Regions from separate parts of the Mus musculus genome. Here all the other regions are linked to region 1. Evidence: chromatin contacts called from public HiChIP or PLAC-seq data. All regions are on one chromosome and are shown on one strand. The core of a region is the stretch at or near the end of the contact, and the rest is flanking DNA. Distances in the headings are between cores, read along the strand shown.

Region 1 (2,905 bases), core at 271-2,770:
AAACTTTATGTTAAAGGTACACATCTTCCATAGTTTTTAAACAAGTCTGGTCAGTATGTTACTGATCCTTGGGTACTCCTTTAGCAACATTTCATTTTGGGTGCCTTACTATTTCCTAACCAAGGTTAGCCGACCATTTATTTATAGCATTAGCTTGGCCTGTTGTTTCCACTTCCTCCTAGATCCCTGCAAGGAAACAAATGGGGAATAAAAGAAAGATGATGGGAGGGGCCAGTGGGAGGGGACTGCAGCTGAGTATGGGGTAGCATCTGTGTGGCTGGGGAGAGGGAGGAACCAACTTCCTAAGGATCCATCACTGCCTTCTCTCCTGCCTGTTGGTGAAAGCCTGGGGTACCTCGGGAGGCGTAGCAGGTCTTCACCGGTCAGACACCTTAGAAGCCATTCCTAGATGTCACATAAGCCTGATGAACCCCTTAACCTTGGGCTCCCCTGGAATGCCAAGTCCAAATAAGACCTCCTCCCTTCCACCCCAGCATTCTGATTGCACAGCACCCTACAAGAAGATCCCGGGAGCTGGGAAGGGCATCGGTTTGCATGACCAGGGGAGCTCTAGCAGGCAACAGTAGCTGTGCCCCTGCCGGCTCCCTGGGGGCCAGGTGGGTTTTCCTCTTCTCCTTCCTCCTGGTGTGATCCAGGCCCAGTAAGTCTCCCTTTCATTGTGTCCTGACAAATAGATGGTGTGTGTTTTCTTTTCGCATTCTTTTTAATGGCCTGGACTATCCTCCAGTGCCCCAGCTGTGCATGTCAAACAAAATGTATTGGGGTCAGGCGGATTCTCACACCACACTGAACTGCACACCGTGCAAACAAAAAGCACTCATTTCACTACATTGTACATGCTCGAGAACGCTATACTAAGGGACTGGTGTAATTACTGCACTAGCCACTGGACTGGGCACAGGCTACAGCAATCTCTCTCTCTCTCTCTCTCTCTCTCTCTGTCTCTCTCTCTCTCAATTTTCAAATATAGTTATACAAAGTGTCCCTGTATCTAAACGTCCTATGCAAATACAAACATCTTACAAAGCGCACACAGATAAAATCAGCCCAGGTTGATGTACCCTGAGCAGGGAGCTCTGTGCCGTGTGACCTTTAGAGACAAGACAGAGCACATGTAGAGAAATGGAGATTTTTTTTTTATGTTATAAACAAAGGTGCAACCCCACAGAGAGTGTGTGTGAACTCTCTTCAAAGAAGGGCACACTTTAAACCTGGAGGAAAATAAGAAGGCAAGCTTCCTGTTTCAGGAAGAGGAAGAGGAAGCTTTCAAACGTGTAACAAGGCAGGTGGCCTCAGGAAACTGAGAAAAGGGTGCGTGGAAATATACTCTGATTGCCGCTGTGGCATTTTAAAGAAACAACATTTGTGTTTTGTTCCATAACTAAGTGAAAATCAGCCGAAGCTTTGGGGAAAGTCCGCTTGTTTGAAGCAAGGCCACCGCGGCTTGCTGCCTCTGGCTTTTGCTCTGCAGGCAACCAGCTCATTCTGCAGCCTGCTGGAGCAAAGACCCACACAGCTGAGGACAGATGTGGCTACAATGCCTCGGGAAACCGCCACAGGCTCACACACCTGCAGGTGACATCACCGCTCTATCTTACCCCAGAAATCTATTAGCATGCAGAAACAGGTGTCAGCAAACCCAACCCCACTCTTAGAAAGCATTCGGCCTCCCCAGCCAGAGAGTGGAAACTGTAAACCTGAGGCTGAACTCGCACTTGCCTGCAGAACGGAGCACCACCCCCACCCCTTACCCCCAATCCACAACTCAAACTTCCTAGGACAGCTGCTTCCCCATGTACAAAAGACTCCAGATGCAGCCACAACAACAGCAGGGAGAACTCCTTCCTCTGGATATTGTTTTTTCCTCTGAGAAATGTTGTCTCTGGTTTCATTTTGTTTTATTCTTGTTTCCCTGCGCTGTAGCCCAGGCTGGCCTCTAATTCGAGGTCTTTCCCTATGATTTCCCAGAAGTGGGTCACTACATCTGGTTAGAATCTTGTCTTTTCTCTAGCAAAAAATAGTTAATGCCTGTTAGTCCTTCCCAACCTCTAGCTCTCGAAGCAGCCTTTTCCCTTGAATCCAGGCCCAAGTATAAGGGAGGGCTTCCGCACATTTAGATCATTAAATATCCATGTGTGTCTGAGATGTTTGAAATAGTCCAGCAGACAAAGGGGTGACTAGTGAAGACTTAACCCTGGTAAGAGTCTGAGAACTGCAGGAACCGGGGAAGAAAGTGGAACTCGGCTGTCACTTTCTTTCGTGTTTGAGATTGTCTTTAACAAAAATATTTTTTAAATGTGTAGTAATATTTCCAGTTATTCGGCCTCACCCCTCCTCCCTTCCTCCTTTGTAACAGAGCCCTCTTTTTTGTTTTTTTAATCCGCTCTGCTCTGCTCTGTTCTGTGGATCTGCTGTGCTTCACTAATCCAGCCATAGGCATCCAAGTCCTCACCGGTGACAGCCCTAGAAATGACCACATGGCTTTCTCTGATGATCTGAAATGAGAGCAAGTCTCCTGAAGGGTTTCTGGAAAAGGTTTCCATCTACTAAAAAGAAAGAAACGTAGAGGAAGGCATGGGTCCTCCTCAGCTGCTAAATCCCATTACATATGCATGTGACAGCAAGGACCCCAGCGGCCATGTTGTGACCACAAAGGAGTCAGTCAAGACAAAACTGACAGCTCGGGGGCTGCAGAGAAGAAAGATCAAAGCTACCCTGGTCCTTGAGGATGTCATTGAGCCACAAAATAACCACGCCGAAACTGCTCCACTTCAGGGATCATTAAGTGAGAAAACAGTACAGTTACTGTTTACAGCGTGGAGCCAGGGGTTCTCTTGACTCGCAGTTAAGTTCATAATGCCTGACATAAAGCAGTTGGGGGAGA
Region 2 (2,700 bases), core at 169-2,668, 530 kb before region 1:
AAAATTTAGTGTACGCCTCTAAAATATAAGAACTCTTATTTAACTACAGTTCTCTCTCTCTCTCTCTCTCTCTCTCTCTCTCTCTCTCTCTCTGTCTTTCTCTCTGTCTCTCTCTGTCTCTCTGTCTCTGTCTGTCTCTCTGTGTCTCTCTGTCTCTATCTCTCTCCATCTGTGCACCCCCCTTGAGGCATAGTTTTTCTGTGTACCCTAGGCTAGCCCTGACCTTATGATCTTCTTGCCTCTGCCTCTGGAGTGCTAGAGATCTTAGTTCATGGAAAATTAAATTCAGTTAATGAGGTCTAAGCTTTTCCTTTATCCATAACCTTCTTGTTACTTTAGGCCTTAAATTACTCAATGTTGCTTAAAGCCTGACTTTTAGTCCTACCGTGGTCCTTCCAGAAGCCTCTCTGAGAACAGTTATGGGTGCTAGATCCCACGTCCAGAAGCCCACTCCTATAATACCAGTGCTGTGGGGCCTAAGGCAGAAGAATGCTGAGTTCAAGACCATGCACCAAAGAGTCAGGGCTCATCTAAAACAATGAATAATTAAATAAAAGGAAGTTAGAGGTATGACCTGAGATTGAGCCACCTAGACCTGCAGTCTGGAAGGAGCTGAGTCCCCAGATCTGCAACAACTGACCATGATGCTGTAAAGGCACCAGCACTCTTTCTAGGTTTCCATCCTTGTGGCTTACATGTGAGTTGTCTTTATTCATAGCTGTAGATGTGAACAACAACAAGGTTGACAGGACTGGAAACACAGCAGCAAGCAGAGGGACAAGGCATCTGTCAACAAGATCTATCTGGAAGAGAAAAAAGAAGGGCCATGGGTCCATGAGCCAGGTCTGACATCCAGAGAGGACAGCCGTGGCTTCCCAGACAGCACTCAGCTGTCTGTAGCAATGGCTGGAGGCCATTGATAGGAAGCTCAAGTAGTTTATAAATAAAGCAGTTTCTAAGTTGTAAATTGGCTAAATCCCTGCTAGCTGTGAGCAAGCTTAGGGGCTAGCTTGTGCTTGGTTTTGTTTTTGTTTTGTTTCAACATGGGGAATTGGATGCAGGGTGCTGCTACCCTATTCTCCAAGAGTCATGGAGAATGTGGTGTATGTAAGCTGTCTTCATGTGAGTCCTGATAGGGTTTTGGGAGGTGTGGAAGTAATATCCTGGACATCTGGCTGGCTTCTAGCTTACTGGATCTGGTGTTTTTAAGACTCTTTTTCCTTGAGGGTTAAGGTCAAGTGAGGTGAGCCTTTTCATGAGACTGGAAGACACCCTTACAGGAAGGAGGTGTTCTGGCAGCCTAATCCCATAGGTTGCATTACAATCAGTGAGTGTTTTGCTCAAGTGCCCGGCATCTTAGAGAAGTCATTTTCTTTCTGAGGGAGTGCTATCAGTTTCATGACTACACGCTCTGCATTTCATTAGCATTCTTCTAGCAAAACACGACTCTGAGTCATTTCTGAAATATCTGTTCTCGCCTGAGAGCTGTTTCTCAGTTTTTACAAAAAAGGTCTTTTCTACTTACCGGCAGAAAAGTTTAATACCACACAACACAACCTAAAATGGGTATACTGAGAGAGAGAGAGAGAGACAGAGAGAGGCAGAGAGACAGACAGACAGAGAGAACACCTATAGGCTGTGACTATGAAGCGATTCCTTCTCTGGCCTTCAGATTAAGGCCATGGGTGCCAGATGATGGAGCTAAGATTGGGTGTGACTCATGGGGGTAGAGTTTCATAATAGTGACATTGGACATGGTTGCTTTCTCAGATTTTAAGCCTTATCAAGGTTAAGAGGACACCAGTGAACAGGAGGGAGAAACTGGAATGAATGTCTAAGGAGCTGGTTAGTTCTGGCTCACTGCAGTCAAACATCAGTTATATTCAGCTCAGAGAGGCTGTGGCCCAGCCTGTCCCCTGTCCCTTGGGGACACTTCCTCTAGGAACCACATACACTGTTTCCCATTGTCCTAGATATTAATGTGTCTTCGTCAGCCATGGGCATCCATGTCTCTCTGTCTAGGTTTTGCTTCCCACCTGGAGGTCAACCATAATGGAGGACCACTGATATTGTCTGCTATACCCACCAGCCCCATCCACAGCTCTTGTGAAGGTCAGTCTTCATTCCCAGTGAGGAATGTCCATCTGCTCTGCAGAGCATGTGCCTTTGAGTCAGAGGCTTTTGTCCACCATTTCAGGTAGGGCTTTAACAAACTCAGCAGACTTCATATTCACAAAAGGTCTGTAAGAGCTTCTAGAATCCTCTGGTTCCCAGAGCTCAGCAGAGTGGAGTGAAAAGGAGTTGCTTTGCTTGGCTCTTCCACTGATGGGCGGGCCAGCTTTCCTAGGTAACAATCAGAGGCAGGACCTAAAGGATGGTTTTCATGATCACCTCTCATTCTCTTTAGTCAACCTGTAGATGTGACTGATTAGAAGTGTCCTAGGTTGGCCCTCCTAACCTTATATCACCACACACTCTGCGGGGTTCAGAGGAGACACTGAGGTTAGAGGAGCCCAGCAATAATAAACTTCTTGTTGTCATTCTGCGGAACAAAGAATGATCTAGAAATCAGGCACTGCATTAGAGAACACACAGGGCTCCAGAAAACCTCACCTCAAGAGGCAGACGCTAGCCCCTCTACTCTCCTTGAAGCAATTGCAGCCACGGGCCTCTCACCTGTGGAACAACACCTCTGTTAGC
Region 3 (2,731 bases), core at 168-2,667, 620 kb before region 1:
ATCTACAAAAAACGGGCCAAGAGGGGCTGGAGAGATGACTCAGTGGCTAAGAGCACTGGCTGTTCTTCCAGACGGCCTGGGTTCTGTTCCCAGCACCCATATGACAACTCACAACCATCAGTAACTCCAGTCGCAGAGTTTCTTACACCCTCTTCTGGCCTCTGAAGACACTGCATGCATGTGGTACACAGACATGCATACAGTTAAAACACCCCTACATATAAAAATAAATAAACATTTTACAAAAATGAGCTGGGAGAACCAGCCACACCTAAGGTGGCGTGGTCATGTTTTGAGAGACCATTAGCCAGAAGGGAGACTCTCTGTGTAGGTGACCTCCTTAAAGATACTGTTCTCAACCAGTAAGGTTCCTTGATGCACAGTCCCTGATCATGGTGCAGGCTGCTCTTCTCCGTGGAGCTGCCTAGGCAATCCCTTCATAACCCTGCCCGCGCATCTTCTCTGCATCGCTAACTCCTTACTGCTTTAGCAGTGAGGTGCTTATTGCACCCAGCAGTTGGTGTGCAGGGAGCAGAGACCGTCTGTTGGCAGCCTGACACTTGTAGGCAGCTGAACCGAGGAGCCTAGCAGCTCAGGTGATGGAGGGGAGGCTTTCTGTGCTTGTTTCCTGCCCTTCCCCCTGCTGTGAGGAGACTGACCGTATCCCTAGTTCCTTATAGGCCATCTATATTGGGCAGTGTTGAGGAAAAGGAAGTTTTCTGTGTTCAGAGAACCATGCAATACAATTTTTGGAAGCTGCACTTGGCTTGAGGTCTGGCTCCAGTTTTGTCAGGTGTGATCCCCAAAGGCCTGAGCTAGGTGTTACAGAACACGACAACTCACTGTGGCACTGTTTCTAACGTGAAGGTGGTGTTTGTCCGGCTCCTGTATCCTCTTAGACAGATGGCCTTGTCACAGTTGCCCATCCCACAGAGAAAGGGTCTTGACTGGCACCCAGTATGAACCCTCTCCCATCAGGAGGCTGCTAATTCCAAGCCTGAGCACAGAACCCTGCTAGCTAGAACACTTTGGTGCCCTGCACACACACACAGCATGTAGGCTGTTCAGGCCTCTCAGGATGCATCTCTACACAGCGCTCCCTAGTGGACAGAGGAGGCCCAGTTCTTCACATCTGCTCAGTGATATCTCAAAAGAAATCTCTCACCCAGTCTCTAAGGTGTGGCACTTGGCTGCTGGGAAAAGACACAGTTTATCTGGCAACTAAAATTGTTTTGCAAGAGGTTCCCACAATTATGGTCTGAGGGAGGGTCCCTGCCAGCTTTTCTTAGTCACTTGGGCTTAGTGGGGGGAGGTGGTTTTTCTTTATTTTGTTCTGAAGGCAAAAGCCATCTGGGGGCAGGGTAATTACCCTGAGCCAGGGAGACAAAGGGACTGCAGTTCTCAGCTCAGCTGCAGGTGGCTGAGAGCTCTGGTTGGAATGTCACAAAGTACCCAGGTTGAAGGGTGAGTCAGAAATCCTTAGGTCACTTGTGGTTTTCTTTCATGGTTTTGCTGTGACTAGTCACTTGTTTTTACTTAGCAAGAACAACAGATGTTTGGGTGTCTGAAAGAGCACTGCCTGCCCCCTGTAGTCCCGGGGCTGCCCCAGTCTGGTAGAGAGGAGATACACTGAACATGAGACCCAGCAAGTCACTTACAGTGCCAATGTGAATCGTAGATAAGCAGTGGGCATCCCTGGGCACCGATAACGAGCCAGGCTTCTGTGGTGCTCAAGTTAGCTTGGAGTGGAGGTATCAGATCATTTATTTGAGTTACTCACCTTACTGAGCCAGTCCTCTGGACCCTCTCAGCCCCATGGAAGCAAATCCCTGCCTCGGAAGTGTGTGTGTGTGCTCAAATCTTGGCTCTGCTTCTGTATAGAAGCCAACATCTCTCACCTCAAATTCTGTTGCTCCTTAGATATAGAGTATATGTTTAAGCTCTGCATTGGGATTCTTTCCACCTTGTTGGGCCTCCAGACACTGGACAGCTGTTATTACCAGATGCAGACACTCTTGTGACTAACAATAACAGACTGACTAGAACCACTGTCTTCTGAGGTGCAGGGGCCTCCGGCCTCCTTTGCTGCTCAGGCCTGAAGTGGGATTTTTCAGGGTTTCCTTAAAACAAAAGGTGAGGCTTCTCTGCACTCTACAGAAGGGAAAGGGAAAGGACACACCAGCTTGGGCCCTTCGCTGCAGGTCTCCGAGTGGTTGCCGTTTGCTAGTGAAACAGAGCAGAAGCAAAACTGGGGATTAAAGCTGGCTCTTTCACCACCGTTCTCACCTGTGGGCCTAGTTTACCTGTGGGCCTGGGGCTTTAGTCTGTAGTCGGACCATAGATGGGTTAGAATACCACAAGCGAGTGTTATGGTTTAAGGATGGTGTGTTTGAGCACTTGTGCCCAGCTGGTGGAGCTGTTTTGAAGGATTACAAAACTTTTAGTGGATAGAGCCTTGCTAGAGGAAGTGGGTCGTTAGAGAAACGGTCTTAAGTTTTTATAGCCAGGCCTCACCTCAGATCTGTCATCTGGTTCCTTCATGCACAGTGCGGCAAGATGCCTTACTCTCCCGCTGCCGGGCCTTCCTTGCCAAGATGGACTATCCTGACTCTTAGACTGTAAGCCAAGAGAAACCCTCCTACTTTCAAGTTGCTTCTTGTCCTGCATTAGGTCATAGCAATAAGAAAAGTAACTAAAGCTGGGAGTGGTGGCCCATGCCTTTCATCCCAAA

Evidence for each region. HiChIP or PLAC-seq counts read pairs in DNA pulled down with a chosen protein or histone mark.
Region 2: a contact with region 1 is called in an H3K27ac HiChIP or PLAC-seq map of regulatory T cells, with 7 times the contacts expected there. The contact joins two enhancer-like sites. A contact is called at or near these places in 1 of 484 Hi-C or Micro-C datasets (bone marrow-derived macrophages), 7 of 115 datasets of contacts at active chromatin or transcription factors (CD8 T cells, SST interneurons, acute myeloid leukemia and 4 more) and 2 of 9 other capture datasets (adipose tissue and liver).
Region 3: an H3K27ac HiChIP or PLAC-seq map of regulatory T cell precursor shows a contact between it and region 1, with 21 times the contacts expected there. The contact joins two enhancer-like sites. A contact is called at or near these places in 2 of 484 Hi-C or Micro-C datasets (bone marrow-derived macrophages and multipotent progenitors) and 6 of 115 datasets of contacts at active chromatin or transcription factors (acute myeloid leukemia, embryonic basal ganglia, epiblast stem cells and 3 more).

What each region holds. Positions count from the first base shown.
Region 1 is chr2:127,926,391-127,929,295 of GRCm38.p6, reverse strand. All of the region lies in intron 9 of Acoxl (acyl-Coenzyme A oxidase-like), which reads right to left. Among named protein-coding and RNA genes, the nearest start is that of Acoxl, 73 kb to the right of the region's middle. Within about 2 kb of position 1,520, at least 49 of the 459 cell types and tissues checked have an H3K27ac peak or open chromatin away from gene starts, as enhancers often do. A contact at or near this core is called in CD8 T cells, epiblast stem cells, regulatory T cells and 1 more, where this site is marked.
Region 2 is chr2:128,456,734-128,459,433 of GRCm38.p6, reverse strand. The region is part of intron 1 of Gm36154 (a long non-coding RNA gene); the gene reads left to right. It overlaps Gm29010 (a long non-coding RNA gene), which reads right to left. Exons shown (of 6, transcript XR_374966.3): 4 at 696-803. Among named protein-coding and RNA genes, the nearest start is that of Gm36154, 8.4 kb to the left of the region's middle. Within about 2 kb of position 1,418, at least 56 of the 459 cell types and tissues checked have an H3K27ac peak or open chromatin away from gene starts, as enhancers often do. A contact at or near this core is called in CD8 T cells and regulatory T cells, where this site is marked.
Region 3 is chr2:128,543,422-128,546,152 of GRCm38.p6, reverse strand. The region is part of intron 1 of Gm39928 (a long non-coding RNA gene); the gene reads left to right. Among named protein-coding and RNA genes, the nearest start is that of Gm39928, 4.9 kb to the left of the region's middle. Within about 2 kb of position 1,417, at least 140 of the 459 cell types and tissues checked have an H3K27ac peak or open chromatin away from gene starts, as enhancers often do. A contact at or near this core is called in epiblast stem cells, regulatory T cells and regulatory T cell precursor, where this site is marked.